2 separate regions of the Mus musculus genome follow, and region 2 is linked to region 1. A link is a contact called in public ChIA-PET data. All regions are on one chromosome and are shown on one strand. The core of a region is the stretch at or near the end of the contact, and the rest is flanking DNA. Distances in the headings are between cores, read along the strand shown. Region 1 overlaps Dnah11 (dynein, axonemal, heavy chain 11). Region 2 has its middle 74 kb from the start of Sp4.

What was found. ChIA-PET counts read pairs in DNA pulled down with a chosen protein or histone mark.
Region 2: an RNA polymerase II ChIA-PET map of memory CD8 T cells shows a contact between it and region 1, with 60 read pairs. The contact joins two enhancer-like sites. A contact is called at or near these places in 1 of 15 datasets of contacts at CTCF or cohesin (pro-B cells), 2 of 484 Hi-C or Micro-C datasets (CD4 T cells and liver) and 4 of 115 datasets of contacts at active chromatin or transcription factors (CD8 T cells, effector CD8 T cells, large pre-B cells and 1 more).

Annotation. Positions count from the first base shown.
Region 1 is chr12:117,993,044-117,999,388 of GRCm38.p6, forward strand. Dnah11 (dynein, axonemal, heavy chain 11) reads right to left here. Exons shown (of 82, transcript NM_010060.3): 55 at 2,086-2,247. Among named protein-coding and RNA genes, the nearest start is that of Cdca7l, 150 kb to the left of the region's middle. Within about 2 kb of position 2,093, at least 42 of the 459 cell types and tissues checked have an H3K27ac peak or open chromatin away from gene starts, as enhancers often do. A contact at or near this core is called in CD8 T cells, effector CD8 T cells, memory CD8 T cells and 1 more, where this site is marked.
Region 2 is chr12:118,372,291-118,378,577 of GRCm38.p6, forward strand. No RefSeq gene overlaps it. Among named protein-coding and RNA genes, the nearest start is that of Sp4, 74 kb to the left of the region's middle. Within about 2 kb of position 5,036, at least 72 of the 459 cell types and tissues checked have an H3K27ac peak or open chromatin away from gene starts, as enhancers often do. A contact at or near this core is called in CD8 T cells, effector CD8 T cells, memory CD8 T cells and 1 more, where this site is marked.

The DNA.
Region 1 (6,345 bases), core at 843-3,342:
AGACTGCTTTTATGTCCTTTATTTGTCAGCTGTCATTTAGTTCCGTATCAGGTAACAGGAAAAAAAATAGCATACCCATTCAGTTAGATGCAGTCAGGGCTGTGGGCTGCCTCAGCCCTGAGTATGTACTGATGTCAACATATATAACATGGCTTGTCTATGGCCAAAAGGGGTCACCTTGTTTGTATAAGTACCTTCCACTCATCCAATGAGGTCAATAATTAAGAAGTGACAAAATTATGCCGATAACTTTCAGTCTTGCTGATGGAAATTAAGACTAAAAAAGCAATCAAATTAGCACTCATTCAAAAATGTAAAAGCTGTTTCTGACCTCTACAGAAAAGATACCACATGGTTTTAGGGGAATGTGGTCCCACAGTACTCTGAATTATAATTAGTGCTTCCCGTGTGACAAATCAGGAAGGTGGGAGGGTTAAATCAGCACCTTATAATGAAAGGAAATCATCTGGCTGATTGTTAGCAGGCAGAATTCAGCTTGATGGGAAGGCTGAAGTGCTAAGAAAAGTATTCCTATTTGACACCCAGGATCCTATAGGAGGCGGCATGACACCGTCAGATAGACCACAGCACCTTGTGCAGCCCTCGGGACTGCAAAGCCCGCCTCATCCAGCAGGTGTCAATAGTCCTGGCCAGGCTGAGATGCTGCTCCGCTGGAGAAAGCAGACACAGACACAGGACAGCAAAGACTGGCAGGCTGTGAGGCTGTGCGTGTGCTTCTCTGGAGCTGCTAGCTTGGATCTCCTACCAACCGAGGAGAATCAAAACTCCATTCAGAAACCAGCCCACTTCTTTTGTTCCAAGTTTGATAAAAATGAACCAAGGAAACTAGAAATCTGCTAGTAGTATGTGGCATTGATTCCTGTAGAATCAGAACTTCCAACCTCTCTTCTCAGCTGTTGGAAGATAAGATGATGCCCCAGTATTTCAACAACATTAAAGAACCTGAAGATTGTCCTAGGGGCTGGGAGTAACACTTAACACTACTTTTATCATAACTAATGGCTCTCTAGATGTGCAGATCTAATTCCTACCCCCCCCCCAACTTCAGAAGACTTGACTTTTCTTTTCTTTTCTTTTCTTTTCTTTTCTCTTTTCTCTTTTCTCTTTTCTCTTTTCTTTTCTTTTCTTTTCGTTTCTTTTCTTTTCTTTTTTCTTGTTTCCTTGTGCGTGTACTTGTCACATGATTGTGGAAGAGAGAAGGAGAGAGGAGGCAGGCATGTGCTCCCACCCCAGATGTGTTTGCCATGTTAAATGTTGCTTCCCCCTGCAGTCCAGTGATCAACAGATTCATAGACATGTTTAGGGGAGAAAGAAAACCTGTATGCAGCAGTGAATGCTTTTCACCACTCCCAAGCTACACACACCCATAGGGTTACGCCCTTTTTAAGGAGACGCAAAGGAAAAATAACATGCCACGCAATAAAGACAGCGGCATAGTAACCGTCAATCTCATAAACATACCCAGACTCTAACCATCTGGCCACCCGAGGACACGCTATTTAACAAAGTGCCATAATGTTTCTTTGGATGTGGGTGATCATGGCTCCTGGAGTAAGGGAGAGGGTGAGAACTTACGACATTACTTAAGTGTCCCCAATCAATTTTGGCTTAGAGAGAGCCACTTCCACTAATTCTGGGTCTATTCTAGGCACTCCCACCTTATTGCTCAATGGGAGGTGAGGGCAAAGCTCTCTGGGAGTCACATTCTAACACAATCTCTCTAATCAGAAAGGATCCTGGCCTCAACTCCACTGGGAAATCGGAAGGCTTGATTCAGTTGCTTTCTTTATTCTTCAAACCTACTTTTTTCACACAGACATTTAAAAACGTATTTGGAGATACCAAACTCATCAAGAAGTGACAAAGATAACTTATAACCCCATAAGGCCAGAATCCCACCCCCAACAATGCACAAAACCCAGATACAATGAAAAGCAACATAAAAGAAGAGATACATATTTGATACAGAGATTGCGAAACTGAAAGTGGCTGACCGAGCTTCCTGCCAATAGTGTACTGAGACTTGTGCACGCTGGGTACCTACCTCAGGCTGACGCAACGTACCTCAATCCCCTCAATTTCTTCGATGAACCTCCTGCTGACTGAGACCAGAGCCTCCTGTGGCCATTCATGAAACCAGTCAATAGCTGTGCAGTTAACTATGGCTGGGAACTTCCGGGCTCTAACTCGCAGTGTGTGGCCAACCGGTGAGAAACAAAAAACCATCTGTAGGGGTGAGGGGGGACAGGTCAGAAACAACAGAGGGATGAGTGTGCCAAGCAGTACACTGAAGTCTCAGACAATGAGGAAGGGGGCAAGGCCAGACACACTAATCAGCTACCCCAGCCCAGGCAGCAAGGTGCAAGGTAGCATTGACTTTCAGAGTGGCGGTGCCACAGGGCAGGCAGAAGTACAGTTGTGCTTTCCTCAAAATGTGGCCCCTCTTCTCTCAAGCATAGCTCATGATTCCCTTTGGGAGTGGGACATTTTACTTGTTCCCTAACACAAGCCACATAAAAATAAGTCACCATGATCGTCAACATTTCTACCTGCAAATTCCTTCTGTTACATGATTCAGTAGGTTTCACAAAGCTGAAATACCTTTTCAACGCAAAGTATAAAACAATAAAATAAAGCCAGATTTATCATCACAAATGACATCAATTTCTGTTTGCATTTAAAATAAAAAGTATCTTCTTTAGTTCTCACCTGAGATTTTTCAGAGAAAAATTTAAAACTTGGGTAGCATGTTTCTGCTAAGAAAAGTTTTTTTCTTACTAGCTAATGATTTAAAAGTTAATTAATATCTGAATAAGCCATTGTTCTGTGTTTGGGATCTGCCAGGGATCAGTTCCAGGATCCCTAACATACCCACAGGTTTTCCAAACACTTATATGAAAAGTATATTGCTTTCACAGGTCAAACCTATTATCCTTCAACCACCTATTAGTCCTTCCTGTTAGGATTACTTATTGCCCCTAAGACAAGGTAAACAGTGTAGGGAGTTGTTATTCTGTGCTATTTAGGGAATCAAGACAATAAAAAGAAGTATGTACACACTCGGTACGGTTATATGCACACTCCGTACAGTTGTGTTCCTCTTCAAATATTTTCACTGCACAGCTGGTGGGATTCATGGATGGGGACATGACAGTCAGAGGATCCAGTCGTGTATTTGTATACTCTCTCTAGACACAGGGATTCATCGGTAGAGCCTGAGGTTGGTTGCAATATCATGTCACAGACAGTGGATGGGAGGAACTCTTCATTGTCAGCACAGTAGGTGTGACCATTCAAGGGTCCTGAGCTTTAGAGGACCACCATTAGAAGTGTAAGCTCAGGGAAAGCATGAAGACACAGGAGACTGCAAGGATTCATTATGCACCCCCATCCCTGCCACCACTGCTATATACTTGAAAACTAGGTTATCTGTCAGCTGGGAAAGGCCCGAGTGGACAGTATCTCTTTTCTCTTCTTAGGACAGGTTGATGGTAGAAAATGAGACCCTCCTGGTTCCAAGGCTGAGCTCAAGACCATGGTCAGCCAATGGATGCTGTCACTGACTCAGAAGATATTTTTTTTTTGCTACTTATGATATTTTAAAATCCTTGTGAGAAAAAAAATCTTAGCATATATCAACCTGTACAATACCTCATTTAACAGGTTTATTTGCTATAGTTAACATTTCAAGACAGAACGCTAATATCTATTTTTTTCTACTATGATTACATTGTTAAATTGTATCAGTGTGTAAAATGGATGGTGCTATCAGCTGTGGGCAGAATGTACATCTCTTGAACTTTTTCATCATTTATGAGTTAAACTTTTATCTGTCTACAGAGACTTCCTCACAGTCTCCTGAGTCTATGGCAGACACTGTACCAGCTTCTACAAGTTTAATTCAGAGCATATAGTATAAGCAGACTATGCAGTATTGGCTAATCTGAAATGAGCTTAGCATTATGACATCAAAGGTCATCTATGGTGTGGCAAATGTCTACAGTAGAACAATATTCCATTGTTTATATCTATTTCCCCCTTATTTGCCCATATATTTTTTTGGTTGCTTCCTGAAAGCATATATTGCTGAGCTGTCCTGTTAGACTTCCCGATGCTTGGACTTTACTATAATACATAGTCACTTCTCAGAGCATCTTTTGAGAGCCATGGGTCTTCTTTATCTAGTGCCCAGCCCAGTGTGAAATTATATGATGATGATCCTTGTTTAGTTATTTACTAGTAGCAAGACACAAAAAAATATCTCTAATTCTAGAAAACAAAAACAGATTGTTGAAAGACTTTGTTATATTATCTTTCAGTAAATAATTCAGGCACATAAAGTAACACAATAAGATCACTTTTCCCCAAGGCTGAATAAATGTGATTCAGACACCATTCTTAAGAGTCAACAATATGCCACTGATGAGGATAGAAGTAGATTAAATATAGAAGTCATGGGAAAATACTTGGAACCTCAAGTATGAGATTTCTCTGCCTCTGCTGTACTCAAATGAAATTTGTGAAATCATGCCAGTCAAAGAGAATCAGTTGTGGAAAGTCACCATCTTGAGAAAAGAAGAGAAATCCTTGAATATGGGGAGAAGAAACAGCTGGAAAGAGAAATTTAAGACCTTAACTGTAATTTAAAAAATTAGACATTGTCACCAAGGTTTTCTTAGAACATGTAATATTTGAGTAATCAATTTACAACTAACGTCAGGAAAATAATGAATATATGATCATCAATATCATGGAAAATGTGGGTACCATGTGATGTTGAGGAGGAAGAACTTTGAGAGGAAACTTAATCTTACCTTACACTATGCAATGCTCAGCTCAAAATGTCTGGACTTAGCTCTTCCAGGTCAATCTACTACTCATAGGACAGCAGGCTAGTTTGACTTTGCCATTGAAATACTTAAGGGAATAATTTGCAATATCTCATTTTTCTCTTTAATTATGTATATGTGTGGATATGTGCATGTCTGTACAGATGACCAAAAGTGGTTGTGAGCTACTCTGCATGAGCGATAGGAATCCAACTCTAGTCCTGGGTAAGAGAGTTTGTGCTCTCACTGGCTGAGACAGCTTCCAGCTTCAGTTTTATTTGTATCTTGGGACCTGGCCTTGCTATGAAACATTGGCTGTCTGGAGATCACTCTGTATAAACCCATGGCAATTCTCCTTTCTAATTCCCAAGCGCTGGGACTATGGTATACACCACCGCATCTGGTCACCTTTTCAAGAACTTTGTAGTTGGTCAAGTACTCACAGAATTGAAACTTTTGATAATTTTAGGAATCATAAATCATCTAACTAGTACCAGGAAACTCAATTGTAGAAATATACTTGCTCATTCACAGCTCCTATGAAGTGATTGGAAGGATGTTGTTAGCTTGAGGCTTCGACTGTTAACTCAATTTAGTGTTCAGGGGTGTCTAGCTTTAATCAGAGAGTACAGAGTACTCCTGCCAATCCCCTCCTCCATTTTTTAGGCAACAGTACTCTATGAGGTTTTCCAGGAGGCCATGAAAATGCTACAACTATAGGTTACTTTCTTTTTTAATTTTTCTTCTAAAGATGGTCTGCACAACTTTCCAATAACCTGTAGAAAGCCCACAGGAAAAATATTTTCTGTTAGGGCGCTGATGGCCATTTGAATAGCGTTCTCACTATATCCTCAATCACTTTAGGTGGGATTAACACAAAGAAGGATATTTTCTAAGAAATAAAAAAAATTGGCCATAACTCAGTATTTCAGACCCTACTGATATGCGTATGTGTGCTCAGTTTAGAACTTTACATGTAAGGGAGTTAGTTGACATCTGAGGCATCTAGCTGGGTGTACATGCTGGGGCTGGAGTGCGGGTACGGGCGTTTCGCAGACTCCCATGGAAGCCCAGGGAATAGCTCAGCTATGAGGAGGTCTCACACACCTTTTCTCACAAACGCTAACCCTTTGTTAGGTATCGTCTTTGAGTTAGACATAATTTTTAATAATAAATTTTATGATTGGTCACATATATGGTGTGTGTGCATGTGTGTGTATGGGTAAACATGTGTGTGTGTGTGCTACAGCATGTGTGTGAAAGTCAGAGAACAACTTTGCAAAGTTACTTTTCTTCTACTTTCACATGGGTCCCAGGGATTGAACTCATGTTGGCGGGCTTGATGGTAGATACTTTACCAGCTTCTATTGTTATTGTTAGTATTAGCATTAGTATTAGCATTCATGAAATAAGATACCTGAGTTAAAATAGAGATGTTGAACTAACATCTCTACTCATGTATGAGCAAGACAGGAAAGCCTAGATACTGAAGTGT
Region 2 (6,287 bases), core at 3,786-6,285, 380 kb after region 1:
TGAAAGTTCAGCTGATATTTTCAATTCATAGACAGGGGTATCCAGGGCCCAAGGCTGGCTGCAATGTTACTATGTAGCGATCTTCCTGACTCCACCGGGAAAGCGCAGGTATCTCAGGCATGGTGTGCACGCCTGGTTTATGCGGTGCTGGGAATCAGTCTAGGTGCTGGGTTTGTTTCCCAACCGAATCATAAGTGCTAGGTTAGCACTCTATCAACTTAGCTATACCTAGCCTCAGTTTTTAGCTATCTCCAGCCTCAGTTTTTAATCTTTAACTGAGACAATCTCACATGCTCTCAGTTGCTGATTCCACTGCCTCGGGCTGGTATCAGTGCTGGGTTTGCAGGTGTGCATTACTACACTAGGCATGACTGAGTTCTTTACAAATGGAGAAATGTCACTGTACAACCCCATAAAGTTCGTCATGTTAAATGGTCAATGTGGACAGTACAGTCTCACATGGTACCTCAGGCCTACTAAGTAGTTGAGGGTGGCTTTGACTTCATACCAATCTTCCTGTTGCAGTTTCCTAAGTGCTAGGATTACAGGCAAGAGAACCATGCTCTAGGTAATGGGTTCAGACCACGTGACCTCGTCTCAAATAGAGAGCTCACTCTTTTCATTTCCCTTTAAACTGAAGATAGAATCCAGGGTCAGAATTTTGGATTTGAGTTAGAATTAGTAACTATTTGTATACACACCTTTTCCTTACATGGGCACCTCTATTGTTTTGCTGCAGTTAAATCATCAGCAAACCTGGGAGTATCTTGGATATGAGAACAAAGAGCTGAGAAAATGGATGGGTACGGTGGCACACACCTTTAACCTCAACATTTCAGGTGCAGGAAGCTCTCTCTGGGTTGGAGGTCAGCCTGGTCTACATAGCCAGTACCAGGCTAGCACCAGCTACATTGTAAGGCCTTGTCTAAGAACAGTAGCAACAAAAAGAACCAGGAAACTTAATACTGCAGAGACTACAAGATGTGGCTCCTCCAAGTGTCTCTTTAGATATGACACAGGCACACTGAACATCAAAAGGAAACAGTTCTGTTTGGAAGAGGCTACTCTCTGTTCTTTGTGGTTTATGTTTTAGGCAGAGACATGTTAGTGAGTGAGTGCTTCACACCCACTTGGTTCTATCTCATCCGTTTGTCCCATCCAAGCAGATGTGATATCCCCCCCCCACCCCCGTACTGAATTTAAATCTGCAGTTTAGCAGGAAAGGCACATGTGCGTTCGAAGAAGAAGGCAGATGGGATGATTGGAGGCGAACCAGGCCTGGGGAAGGAGTGGCTAAACCTTCACAGGGGTTTTCCAAGTATATCTGAGTAAGTGGAACACGCTCATCTCTAAGGGCAGCTTTTACATTGAATGAGTAGAGGAGGTGGAGGGTGTGACTGTGTTGAGACAGAAGGCTGACATTCCAGGGAGAGGAGACAACACAAGACCTTAAGGTGGAAAGTATATTTCCTTATCAAGGAAAATGCCCACAGTCATAGGGTCAGACATCTGCATTATTGTTATAAACCTGAGGATCTCAGCCATCAACTTGTAGAGTTAGTGTGCACCTTTCTGCTTTACAAAGAAGGCCACTGTTAAGCAGTGCTCAGTCACTATGTTGCCTTCTTTCTTTTGTTTCCCAGAATTTCAACATTGTGACATTTATTCACTATCAACTACTTAACTCACACTTGTACCACCAACCCTTGAGGTCCTGAGATGCCAATGAAAACAGATGAGCTTTGCTCTCCAGGCAGCCTGTGTGAACAAGAGCCATGGCATAACAAAAGGCAGGTCACTCCTGGCTTCAGAACCAGAAAGAACCAAAATATGACAGACCCTCCTCCACCCAGTCCATATCTTTCCCCCACCCTCCCTCATATGATCTCCTTCGCAAACTGCTTCTTTCAGGCTGTAATCCCTCCTAGGGATTTCTTAAGCTCTCCTTTATTTCAACATTTAATTTTTCGTTATTGTGATAAGAAGTATCATACACACGCACACACAAAATGAAGTTTACTATTCAAACCATTTCGGGTGTGTAATTTAATGCCACTGATAGATGTGTTCACACTCCTCTGCAGCAGATGTGTTCACACTCCTCTGCAGCAGATGTGTTCACACTCCTCTGCAGCAGCCTCCAGAATCAGTTCCCAGAATCTTTTCATCATTCCAAACAGAAATGTCTCAGAAATGAAATGATAACTATCTTTATTTCCCTTTCCTCACTGTACCTGGTAACCTCTATTCTACTTTCTCTTACTATGAATTTGCCTATGACTGGTAACTAGTAAAAGTGGAATTAGGTTTATTTCATTTACATATTATCTAACTTCATTCACATTGTGGTATGCATTAGGATTCTCTTCTTTTTAACGAGTGAATATTATTCCCTCATAGTCATACCATGTGTTGTTTACACTCCTTATGGAGATCTGGGATTGCAGGGTTATGTTCCATACCCTCACTGGCCGAAATCCCTTTATGACAGTTGTCAAAAAATTTTTTAAAAAAGTCTTTTAAAACATTACATCCCACACTCTAGGTCTGGAATAGATACTGTGACATAGGGAGGGTAGCCTTGATTGGAGCAACAGAAGAACACATATCCTAAATACTAGAGTCTTTCTGGCTGAGACCAGAAGAGGCTGTTAGAGATATCTGAACAGGAGAGTTCTGTTGAGGATACTAGCCCTGGGGCTAATTATATTTGATGTTAATTCCGTTCTCCGGTGAGGGGTTGTGAACAAGGAATGAGTCAGCACTCAGGTGATTTCCTGTAAACCTGCTTCCCACCTTAATTTGTAAAATAAAAGCTAGAGCTGGTGACTGGGCAGAGAAAAGAGGAGAAGGTGGAGTTGAAGGTTGGGGAGAGAAAGGGAGAGAGGACAAGGAGGACAGAGGAGGAGGTGGAAGAACAGCTGAGCAGAAGCACATGGCCTGGAGAAACTACAAGTTATATGGGGTCTCACAGATGGTGAAGATGATAGTGTAGTGGTAGATGTGCCCAATCTAGGTGCACAGCATGTATTCATATTAATTGAGTTGCGTTTTCATTGCTGGGCATATTTGGGTTGGAGATTTCCCGCAACATCGTTAAATAGAGTCTGTGTATCCCGAAGGCATCCAAGGTGGCTCTACATAATAAACTTCCAGAAAATCGGGACTTGATGCTCAGCTGCAAGGTCTGGGTTCTGACAAGAACCTAGATGAACCTGAAGAGGATTTGCCCTCAGACCCTGTGCTAAGCTCCAAGCCTATGGACATCCATCTCAATTTGCTCTCTGAGCAGAGACTCCAGCCATGTTGAGACACGATGAACCAGGTCACACCACACCACACTCACTCTGACTTGGAGCAAGGAGCTAACGTATTGACATTGTTCAAGCCACTGAATTTAGGAGTCAGTACTTAGTTCTTCCATACTCCAAATATACCAGTGCTCTGATGCCAATGTTCCCTTCCTCCCCTCCCCCAGTGTCTCCCCACCACCTCACATCTCCCCCAGATCCCACCCTCCTTTGCCTTCAGACAAGAACCGCCCTCCCAGGGACTTCAAGCAAACATGGCATAGCAAGCTACATAACACCAGACTCAAAGCATCATATCAAGACTGGACAGGCAACCCAGTAGGAAGAAAAGGGTCCCAGGAGGAGACAAAAGAGTCAGGGACAGTCCCTGTTCCCACTGTTAAGATTCTCAAGAGGACATCAAGTTACTCACCCAAACATATATGTAGAGGATCTAGGTCAGACCCCCTATAGGCTCCCTGATCTCTGTGAGTCCCCATGAGTCCCACTTAGTTGATTGGGCCATGTTCTTGTGATGTGTCTGACCCCTCTGGTTCCTCCAATCCTTCTTCCCCACCCCTCCATAGGACTCCCAGGTCTCAGCGTAATGTTTGACTGTGGTACTCTGTATCTGCTTCCATCTGTTGCTGGATGTATTCTCTGCTACCTTTGAGGTTCTGCTAGAGCCTTTCTTCTTTAAGTTGCTTTTGTTTCAGTGGTGAGAAAAGAAAACCAAGACCACAGCTTAGACAGTAGTATACTCACCTTGATGGGAAACATCTTCAGCTGACTACAGTCCTTAGTGAGAAATTCAGATTCGATATGGACTTTAATCCTTATGCGAACCAGCCATATTACAGACTGAATATTATAAGTTCATTAACTTTAAATATTGATATGGCAAATCAGATTGTTTTCTATTGCACGTGAGCAATGAAAACCTGCTTACGGAGGCAGGGGGCCATCAAAGCGAAAGAAGCATCAGAGTCCATTTGATGTTTTTAGAAATTCCCCAAAGCTCAAGCTGGGAGTGGAAAGCTCTGTGGTTAGTAACATCCTTGACAAAGGTGCAAAATCAGTATTACCTAATACAGTCACTTTGCCTAATAGGAGGCTGAGGTGAGAAAGGCCAAGTTGTTTGTTTGAGGTTGCTCAGTAGGTGCTGGAACCACCAAGCATGATTCAGACTGCACTGCACTGAGCATCTGACAGGGTGGTTCCTGGAAGAAGCTCTGATGGCTTCCCCACCCTCCTCCTCCACAGGAAGAGCTCTGCAGTGCTTTAGAGCCTTTTGGGTTGCCAATGTCATCAGCAAATTCATCTTTAGTTTGCAAGCTCTGCCTTGAAGAGCAGTACCCTTCAGGACGCTCTACCCTGCAGAACAGCGGGGCTCTCTAGTGAGTCAAGTCTGGCCTAAAGATAACAACAGCTGTCTTCCTGTGCTTGTGGAAGGAGTCTGAGCTCTCTGAGAGAGTTTTCTCTCTTTTCAAATGGAGTAACAGCAGTCCTTGGAAAAAATGCCTACCCTTAGGGAAAAAATTAGATGATGATAACAACAAAAGGAGAAAGAAAAGAAAACCAAAAAAATCCATCACCAGCCCAGCCAGGACCGTCAGCATGCGCCCCTGTTTAGGAAGCACCCATGCTTGTGCGTGTCTTCAAAGTCAGAAGCAGCTTCCTGTAGGAGAGCCACAGGGCAGGCCTGGGCCGCTGAGCCTTGAAACACTCTCTGATACCGAGACGGGCACAGGAAGTACAACCGCTGACTTCTCAGAGGAAGCCTCAGTGCCGCTTCGCAGAGTTGAAAGACAGACTGAAGAGAAAGAAGATGAAGAATGGTAAGCCCATCAATGTCAAAGACACTAGAATCCAGAGCTGTGTGAACAGACTCGAGAACTACCCCCAGATCATGGTGCCAAATTCTCTGCTGACAGTATTTTTGAAGCGCCCCACCCCACCCCACCCCCCCCCCCCGCCGACAATTGCCCAGACAGAATTGACACTTGATAGTATATAATCTGCCTAATAAATTTGATTGAAATTGTGACATTTTCAAAGTTATTTCTAGTATCTCAAATTAAGCTTTAAAGGGAGAGTTCCCTTTGATTCAGCTAAATCACAATAATTGGTTTTAAAGCAAATAGAAACACACTGATTATCAATTAAGCCAATGGATTGATACAAATGCGGGCTTGTGTATTTGTTTCTAAGCTTTGCCCTTCTCCCCGATACTCCATACTTACTTCTATCAATCTAGTGATTAGAAAAACAAAGTTCTGGTAAATGATGGAAATGTTACACAAACAAGTGCCATGGAGTGAAGTCCACATGTGCCAAGTACGGAGGCTCTGTTCATTTGAATGTGCCTGTCAGCACTTGAGTGCAGCAATTTTCATTATGAGCTTTTACTAACAATAAATACAGGCCAGATTTAAGGGGAAACATGGCTTATTTCCTCTTCCCAGGGACCCCATTTGGCTGCATCTTCTGTCCATGACTCCCACATTCTGTTGCTGTGGTGAAAGCCAGCGACCTACAGAGTAATTAGTTTGGGTTTTGTCTACACAGCACCCACATAAGCAATTGGAAAGTGAAAAATTCAGCCAAATCATCGGGCTTTGTGTGTGGCAGTTCCCGCATGACTTTAAATAGCCAGTTAGTGCTTTTCTGTTCGGTGAAAAGAAAAAAAAAAGGCATTTTCACTAATTGGTTCTTTCATCAGCATGTGGACTGCATTGTCAATAATTGGCCTAGGAGGGGTGAGCATGTTAGACTGTTGTTTTGCCTTGGGATGGGGAAGAAAAGAGAGAGAGAAACACAGAAAGGAATTGGATCTGCAGATGAATGGAGGAAGGACTGTGTAAAGGTGAGAAATGAAAGAACTCAGGTGACATGGTCACTTAAGGTACACCATAGGTCAACAGTCCTGTCTTTGCATTTATACATGGTCATCTGTTCCACACACAGCACCAACGCTGGAGGATATAGGCATCATAG